2 separate regions of the Sus scrofa genome follow, and region 2 is linked to region 1. Evidence: chromatin contacts called from public Hi-C data. All regions are on one chromosome and are shown on one strand. Each heading gives the region's core, a stretch centred on a gene start, on an enhancer-like site or on the middle of the called end of the contact. The rest is flanking DNA. Distances are from core to core; before and after follow the strand shown. Region 1 holds the start of S1PR1 (sphingosine 1-phosphate receptor 1). Region 2 overlaps LOC106508363 (a long non-coding RNA gene).

Region 1 (4,592 bases), core at 1,084-3,583:
CAGGTGTGCTTAGGGTCCGAAGGCGCAGCATGGTGTGGGCAGCCAAGCCCGCCCTGGCCTTTGCGATAAACAGGAAAGCTTAGCGCCTCCGTGAAGCAACTGCCTTTCTTTCCACTTTTTTTTTCTTTCTTTTTTTTTTTTTTTCTTGCAAGCCAGTGCAAGAAAATATAAAGGTGCAAATAATTCACAAGATATTGCAATAAATCCCAGAAGTTTCGTAGATTCATTGATTGCAAAAGGAGTATTTTTAGTTACTGTGGGTTTAGCCAAAACACACACAGAGAAAGAGAAGTTAAACTACCAATGATAACAATACATGCCACTACATTCCAAATTCCTAGTGCAAAATTACTCTCCAGAAACTCACACAAACAGACGCCTGGCGGTGCATTGCTAAGCTAGCGCGGGCAATTTTATTTACAGCCCTCCCCTCAACACGTTGCCTCCTCTCATAGAACTAGAAAGTGCGGAGGGAATGAAGCACGACACTGATTAGAAGTCTGCCCGCACGTTGTTTAAATGCTTCCAGGTAAAGTAGCAAATGCGATAAACGTGGAGTAATCGAGGTGAGAGCAGTCGCAGCAATTCCTGGACAGCAGAGGCTGCTGGAGCCCAGAAGCCCGGCGTTTCCCACACCTAATTCCACACCCTGCTCATTCTCAGGGCAAGTTTATGCCCTTACCCCTCCTGCCATATTCTTTGTCTATAGGATTTCCCAAAATACGAGCCTTTCCTCCCTCTCCTCCAGCCCACCGCAGCTTCCGCTCTCCCCTAACCCCAGACGGCTCCGCCACGGGGACTTGACCCTTTTCCAAACTTTTAGAGGCACAAGTGCTCCAAAAACAATCCGATCGGAGTTGGGTTCCTTCCTTAGTATTCCAGAGATGCCTGTTTTCAGCATCCAAAGACGAATGTTTTAAAAGTGTTTGTTTTACTTCGTTCCGGTTTAAAAATTTGTTTCAGCCTCGGGAGACGTCCGGCCGCGATGCTTCCCGGTGCGCCCGGGTCGGCGCCGGCCCCGCGCGCACTCCCTACCTGGCTCAGGCGGGACGAAGCTGCGTTCGCGGAGCTTCGGGTCTGGACTGCGCGCTCGGCATCTTGCAGCTGCTGCCCGGGACTGACTGCGCTGCGCTCTCAACTTACTCCCTCCTCAGCCGCACACTCCAATGGCCAGCGCGGCCAGCTGAAGTCGCCGAGCGCCCCGCAGAGGCCGAGTGGCTTCTTTAGGAAGGGACCGGGAGGCGGTGAGTGCCTCAAGCCCTCCCCCCCCCACGTCCTCCGCCCGCGACGGGTGGCCTCCGGATCTCTGCCGCTGAGACTACTGTCCAGGAAAGATCTAGAGCAGAAACACAGACACGCACAGTCAAAAAGAACCCCTCCTCCCCCACAAGCAGCTAAAAGAGGAAAAAAGGGGGGCGGAGCCTCGTGCCCCCTGGACTCTAATGTATAAATCACGGTCCTCGCCCAGCTCGCCGCCACTCCCAGGCGGTGGGGACCGTTCTCTGAGCCTTAGAAAAGAGAAGAGGTGAAGAGCCTTTGGAAACTTTTCAGCAGAAAAGTCTTAGGGAACAGAGGCGTCTGTGGTGCCCCTCGACGCTCCTCCCCCCACCCCACCGCCCCCCGCAGCCCTGGGGGGACCCGAGTCGCGAGATTGTGGCAAGGCGTCCCCGGGACCGCTTCGGGTGCAGACAGAGGAAAGTGGCGCCGCGTCCCCGCCGCGTCCCGGCCGCGCTCTGGGGAGGAGAGGTAGGGGGACGCAAGCAGCCTAGAAGGGACAACGGCCCGGACGGGTTCCTGCACTTCTGCCCACCTCCACCCCTCACCCCTATGTCGCTACTGCCTGGAAACTTGCGGTCTGAGGGGCAGAAAGTGGCTTTCGCGGGGCGCAGAGGGAAATGGGCCAGCGCTGGGCGAGGTGTGAGGTGGGGGTTCCCCTCACTCAGCTGGGCGCAAAATCAGGCCCTGTGTCCCAGATTCTGGCCAGTGGGGAGGCCTTTGAGGAGGTGGGCAGCTGCTGCGGGCCGAGAGATTTCAACAGCCTGGGCAGCTCAGGGGTTTCCGAAGGGAAAGATGCTGCCAGGCCTAGACCAGCCTAGGCCTGCTGCCACCCAGCCCGGGGAGGGGGGGGGGCAGGTGCCCTTCTCTCCCCTTCTACCTGGGAGGGCCCCAAACCTCAGTGCCCACACTAGCTCACTCCCTTCTTTCTCTTGGATGCGACTTCAGAACAGAAGACTGAGGGGCGGCCTTGTCCTCTCTGCCTGGGTGATAAGCGCAGGCACCTCTGCCCTGCCCTCCTGCTGCAAGGACCGTTTCCGTCCAGTTCCCATCCAGTCTGCGGTCTCACCGGCTTCCCATGCCGGCAGATGTGAGCGCAAAACTCCGTCGGGTAGTTTCAATTGACACAGAACAGACACACCCTGTACCTGAATGACTCAGAAGGAGGCTGAAAGAATAAACAACTGGCTTCTGGGATCTTATGACTTTGCAAAGGGGAAAAAAAAAAAAAATCAAATGACAGTTAGTACACACTTGTCCCAAAAGACATCATCAACGGTCTTGCAGCCAGCACACACCCACCGCAAATTTGACAACAGTCTGTGCCGACCGTGTAGAAATTAAAATAACGGTCCTCTAGACTCTAGAAGCAACTCTGGGTCTGAGGCCGTATTTCACTTCAAAGGGAAGATATCCTGTCTACTCAGCACAACATGCTGGATGAAGCTGGCACCCTTCACCCCATCCATTAATTTAAAGGGAAAGGAACTAAAGTAAATTGCACAACCCAGACTGTATCAGACATGTGATAAACTATGGAATTCAACACGACTACTCTGTGAAGCAAGCATTGTTGGCCATTTTGTGGATGAAGGAAAATTCAGACAGTTTAAATCCACAGCTAGTGATTGGCTGAGCTAGGTTCCAAAATGTATGTGTGTACGAATTTACATATTTATTCATTTTGCATTTCAGGGCTGCACCCATGGCATATGGAAGTTCCCAGGCTAGGGGTCGAATTGGAGCTATAGCTGTCACAGAAACTCAGGACCCAGGTTTCAACTGCAACCTACACCGAAGCTCACAGCAACTTCAGATAGTTAACCCACTGAGCAAGGCCAGGGATCAAACCCACTGAGTCTTCATGAATACTAGTCAGTTACATAACCCACTGAGCCACAAGGGGAACTCCTGGTTCCAAAAATTAAATACTGCAAATGCCATGTCAAATGCCTTCAGTATACAGTTAGGGGGTTCTCTGTGATACAATGTCTTGACAATGGAAGTCTTTGTAAAACCATTTGTTTCCTGACTACGCAAGTGTTACACATATTCACATATTTAATCCTTACCATGTCCCTACAAGTTGGTACTGTGCATATTCTGATTTTACAAACGAGGAAACTGCATCCCAGACATATTAAGCAACTTGATTAGTGTGGGCTTTGACCATAGATGGGCTGCAGATTCTTAACCATTTCTCCCAACCACCACGATAAACCTCAACCATGTCAAAGAATTGTGTTGGTGGAAGTCAGTCCTTTTCTTGTGAATACTGGTGACAAGGACAAGATGCAATATTGATTCAGTATTTAGAGCTCAAATACTTTGCAGATGATGACTTAGCAAAATTCATCCTTAGCAGACAGCTATGAGATATAAAATGTAGATGACCACCCTGGCCAAACTAGAAAGAAGGCAACAACGTTCTTTACAGTAAAGGCTTCCTTGCCAGTTTCAAGCCTCTGGTTCCCACACATATCTCTTCCCATTACTCTCAGGAGAGTCCCCAAGAGTTGCATCCTTGAGCTATCTCTGGGCTGTGAGCCCAGCTCCCTTTCCACTCCTGCCTGGAAGGCAAGCTCAGTGTTCCTACCTTACCTCTGGGCTCACTGAGGTTACCATCTGATGCCCATCACATGGAGGTTGATCCATTCCAAATTCCTTCTCTCAAAGCAGCTTTGCTGTTCTTTATGCCTGCTTTTGTGCCTCTCTTTAAGGACTGCCAGTTAAAATACGGTGCAGTATTTGGGACATGTCCTGAAGCAATTGTGTTCTTAATGTGCAATCAGAGTTAACTGAGTGTGCTATATTTTTATTTTCTAAATCTGGCAACCCTACTCTCTTTCCTAAATGCTCCAGTCACTTTCCAACTCTCTGTCCTCCCTCAGTCCCCCTAGCCCTCTCTTCTTACTCACTTGTTCGTAGGAGAATAACTAGCCTCCTACTTCATGGAGAAAAGAGTCACACCACTTGTATGTTCCCATTTAATCACAATTTCACCCAACCTTACCTCCTTCTCACAGCTCTACTTCTTTTCTTGCCTTCATCGCCATGCTGCTCTCCCGAACTTGCTAAGACTTGGCTCAGTTATTCCTTCTCTCCCTTGTACTTTCAATTCTGGGACTCTGATGGGTCTTCAGCTTCAACCTGCCTTAATATTTATATGTTTCCCCTACCTCCAGCTCACTGTTTCCCCCCCCCCCACTGGGTTCCAGCACCTCTCTTCTCTTGTTTGCCAGCATCCAGACTGTGTAGCTTCAGGGCCAGACATAACTTGGATTCAGCCTTAATTCTGCCGGTTCCTAGCTGTGTGA
Region 2 (4,592 bases), core at 1,201-3,700, 140 kb after region 1:
ACGGCTCTTGTTTAAAAAGTCACTTTCCAATCTTTACGTAATGATCCTGGATTGTGAAATAGTTTAGCTGCCGACAATGTAAACTGTTGCAGAAAAAGTCCTTCTCATATCTCACAAAAGTTCTGCTTTTCTCTTTTTGTCAGTTTTTCTAGTGGTGACTGTGGTAACCAAAGAGAGCCTTAGATCCACCGTGATAAGATGGAGTGGTTATTTTTCTTTATGGGCAATCAGGATGGGCATTTATATGAGAGCTCACTAATAAGCATTTTCATCATCAGTGTAATAAAACTCCTTTGTAAAGGGTTTGGAGACAGAACTAGCTCTCACTAAGACATGCACTCCTTTATCCAACCAACCCTTTTCCATCACCTACAATAGGCCAACTACTTGCTGGGCTCTGACCTATGGGAAATGAGGAAGGCATAAACCAGGCCCTTGAATTTACATAGAGGCTCACTGTATAGGCCACCAATTTCCTATAAGCTGGCATTCTACGGCTAAGAGAATTAGCCATACTGTTGATCATATAATTATTCATTTAATAAATACGTACTGCGCTCCCTCTAAGTACCAAGAACTGTGCTATTCCTAAAACAGTACGTAAAAACAGCTGTGGTCGCTGACCTACAAGAGCACATAGTCTGGTTGAAGCACACCGAGGCAGAAATTATTAGTTTCCTAAATAATTTCCATTCCCTCTTCTTCCTCTCTAAAAGAAGCCTAATTCTTTACAGGGAGCAGTATCTCCAGCCTCCAAGAAAGGATCATGATTAGTTTAAATCAAGGATTCTCAAACTGCATGCTCAGTTTTCAAGGGTGCCAAAGCAAATTCACTGGGGGCACGACATAGTTTAATTTTCAAGGGAAACACAGCGGGACTCAACATCTGTTGGACAGCAAACAGATTACTAGTTTAGGTACAGTTTTCATACTAGATCACTACATTGCTTTAGACTGTGCCATATTATTGCAAAGTTGGGTTTGCAGTGGTTGCTGTGACTAGAAAACAAAGAAACTATGGCAGGAAAAGCATGTAGCACAAGAAACGGCATGCTCGAATCTGATTCCAATGTTTGAGAAGTTGTGGAGCCCCCCAAAAGTAATAACACCCATTAATAAAATGTGATTATTTAAAAATGAAAAAGATACTACTTTTCTTTCACTTTATGGGCACACTTTATTCAACTGGCTACCAAGTCGTAAATGGAACTTTTCTGTGTTTCTTTTGGCACCATGAAAAAAATCTGCCAAGACCCCCAAGGGAGCAGCAAACCAAGAAATTTAGGGAAACATTGGTCAAAGCCAATCATGTAAATCCTGTTTCCTGTTTCCTTGGCTTCCTTACATCTAGAGGTGACCATCTGACTCAATTCTGGCGTATGCAGAAAACTGCTCGAGGGCAGAGGAAGGAAGGTGCCGAGAGCCTTTACGGGAGGATAAGAGGGGACAATGACTAAGACTGGGAGTTGTCCTTCAAAAGTCCAATTCCTTTAGTAATAAAATCCTACAAGGTCCAGCTACAGACCACATGTCGCTCCAGCCTCCTTTCCAGATACATGTGAACAATTGCCTAAGCTCTGGCCAAAGGCACAAGAGCAGAAGTCACGCGTGCAAATTCTGGATCATACTCTAAAAAGGAATTGGGTGTGCCTTCTACTTCTTTTCCCCTTTTCTTGCCAGGGCCCAGAGAATTTAAACAATTGGCCTCAAACACACGTAGGTAATATCGGCAGAACTGAGACGAGACTTGGAGTCTTCCTTATTTCTAATCCACTGTTCTTTCCGTCTGCGACCCTCTGCGACCCTCGCTGAGGTCTTAGGCACCCCTGCTGTAACTCTATGCATGATATGCGATATGTTAGTACAACACAGTCTCTCTGGTATATGATGCTGTATCCTTTTTTTTTTTTTTTTTTTTTTGTCTTTTTGTCTTATTGGGGCATATGGAGGTTCCCAGACGAGGCGTCTAATTGGAGCTGTTGCCCCCGGCCTGCACCACAGCCACAGCAATGCCAGATCTGAGTCGCGTCTGCGACCTACACCACAGCTCACGGCAACGCTGGATCCTTAACCCACTGAGCAAGGCCAGGGGTCGAACTTGCATCCTCATGGATGCTAGTAAGATTCTTTTCTGCTGTGCCAGGACAGGAACTCCAACGTGGTATTCTTGATTCAAAATAATAGAGGATAAATTCACATTATTATAATGCATACACCACGGCACTCTGGTTAATAAGCAAGATTTAGTTTGTGGGTCAACTAAGTTTCTTGACCTTCTTTTTTAACCTTAACCTTTCTAGTTAGGACTAAACCCTCACTCATGGTATCTTCCCTCTTCAAGGTGCAGGTCTGGTGAGACTTGGGTAATTTCTATGATGAGAATCAGCAAAGAGGCAGAGCTTAAGCCGCTGCTCTGTGAATGACGGTTTCTCTTTAATTGAGGCGGAAACATGAAAAAGTGGCATAAAGACAAATGGACATAAAGGCAAAAGGACACTTAAGGATAGACATGAATCACAAGATTACAAAATAGCAAAAGAATTTATAAAAAGATTAACAGGGACTGAGATATCACATCTGGGACAGCTGACTTTGCAACTAAGTCACTGGGAGTTGTATCAGAAAACATCTAAAGGGATTTCAAAACACAATAAAATTGTATTTCTTTAAAAACATATTGTATTTTTCTGCCATCTGCCATGCTCAGAGTCACACTACATTACAAAATTATTTAATCCCCTAAAAATACAAAAAAGAATGGTTGACTCTCCAAAAACAGGATAGTGACGGAAGGTGCCTACAATACATACCTATGTATGTACTCCCAGCCGCCTACAGGACATCAGACAGGACTGTGTAGTGTTGGCAAAGCCATAGCTCCTGAGTTACAATGCTGTGGTGCCCCAGAGATTCTCATGTTTCATGGCACTGCCCTCGATGGCGTCTCCCAAGAGACAGTCATACTCATATCTTTTGGTCATTCCAGTATCATGAGCATCACATTCTTGCAGTGCGTATACCACAGCTTCACTGAAAAAACCACCCTTAGGAGGCACCTTGGAGAACAAAAAAAGGAAGATGATGATCACAACATTTTATGAGAGGGACATTTTTACTGCTGTTTCCTATTAACTTTGAGTCCCTAAAGCCATGTGAATGAGTTCTTTGTGTAATTAAAACTTTTTTTTTTTTTTTTTTTTTTTTTTTTTGCTTTTTAGGGCCGCGCTAGTGGCATGTGGAGGTTCCCAGACTAGGGGCTGAATCGGAGGTATAGCTGCTGGCCTACGCCACAGCCACAGAACTTAGAATCCAAGCCGTGTCTTCGACCTTCACCACAGCTCATGACAACACTGGATCCTTAACCCACTGAGGGAGGCCAGGGATCGAACCCACAACCTCATGGTTCCTAGTCAGATTCATTTCTGCTGTGCCACGATGGGAACTCCCCTAATTAAAACTTTAAAAAAAAAAAAATATGAGGTTGTGGAGCTCCCACTGTGGTGCAGTGGGTTAAGTTTATGGTGGTGTCTCTGAGGCATCCCAGGTTTAATCCCAGGCCTGGCACAGTGGTTAAAGGATTCAGCCTTGCTGCAGCTGTGGTATAGGTCATAGGAGAGGCCTGGATTTGAACTCCAGACTAGAAACTTCCATATGCTATGGGCCCGGCTGAGAAAGAAAAATAAAATGTGAAGTTGAAAATTATGTATGGTGAGTTTATCTAACATCTAACTGAAAAAAATTAGGGACATTCTGCCTATACTGTGTAAGCTAAACATATAAACAAAATAAACATCAGACTCAATGAAAATGTAGGAGAAATACAAAGATGCATGAAAAAGACACTTTAGGAATTCCTGTCATGGCACAGCAGAAACAAATCTGACAAGGAAACATGAGGTTTCGGGTTCGATCCCTTGCCTCGATCCATGGCTTAAGGATCTGGCATTACCGTGAGCTGTGGTATAGGCCGAAGATGCAGCTCAGATCTGGCATTGCTGTGGCTGTGGCATAGGCCGGCAGCTATAGCTCTGATTTGACCCCTAGCCCGGGAACTTCCATATGCTGCCAGGTGCAGCCCTAAAAAGCAAAAAGAAAAAGAGACACTTTAAATGAAAAGCACCTTATTTCATTTCTTTAGGTTATGTCTTAGTTCTGACTCATTTCTGAAAGTGGCTTAGTGTATGCCTACTCATTGTCATAAACTGAAGCAATCCTACTGGAACAAGAAGGAATTCTGAGTGAAGAAATGAAGAAAAGTTTGATAACCAGGCTGAACATCAAGAGCACCAAGAAGCTGGAAATCTGGTCTAAGAATCCTATCACCAATTTTCTGCCCCCTCTAGGTTCCCATTTCACACTTCTTACATTTTGAAAGACAGAGAAGACTCCAGAAAATGGCCTCATTTTCCCCTCAAAAACTGTTCTGCAGCATGTGGTTTGTTTTTTGTCTCTGGTGCCTTTCTTTAGGCTTGCTAAAGTGTTGCACACCCTGTGGCATTCAACATTTGCCAAATGACGTATGAGATGCGTCGGGATATAAGACGGAGGGAAAAAACCCTCTATTTAATGATCAAAGAAAAATAAATACAGCA

Evidence for each region. Hi-C and Micro-C count contacts between places; a contact is called where the count stands out from the background.
Region 2: a contact with region 1 is called in a Hi-C map of subcutaneous adipose tissue, with 1.6 times the contacts expected there. The contact joins the enhancer-like site here to the promoter of S1PR1 in region 1. A contact is called at or near these places in 3 of 5 promoter capture datasets (fetal liver and liver), 8 of 47 Hi-C or Micro-C datasets (embryonic fibroblasts, liver, psoas muscle and 2 more) and 1 of 2 datasets of contacts at active chromatin or transcription factors (skeletal muscle).

What each region holds. Positions count from the first base shown.
Region 1 is chr4:117,067,391-117,071,982 of Sscrofa11.1, forward strand. S1PR1 (sphingosine 1-phosphate receptor 1) reads right to left here and starts at 2,334. Exons shown (of 2, transcript XM_021090128.1): 1 at 1,036-2,334. LOC110260372 (a long non-coding RNA gene) reads left to right here and starts at 1,659. Exons shown (of 2, transcript XR_002343565.1): 1 at 1,659-1,746; 2 at 2,224-3,125.
Region 2 is chr4:117,204,546-117,209,137 of Sscrofa11.1, forward strand. LOC106508363 (a long non-coding RNA gene) reads right to left here. Exons shown (of 7, transcript XR_002343569.1): 2 at 2,811-3,056. Among named protein-coding and RNA genes, the nearest start is that of DPH5, 62 kb to the right of the region's middle. Within about 2 kb of position 2,451, at least 5 of the 83 cell types and tissues checked have an H3K27ac peak or open chromatin away from gene starts, as enhancers often do. A contact at or near this core is called in subcutaneous adipose tissue, where this site is marked.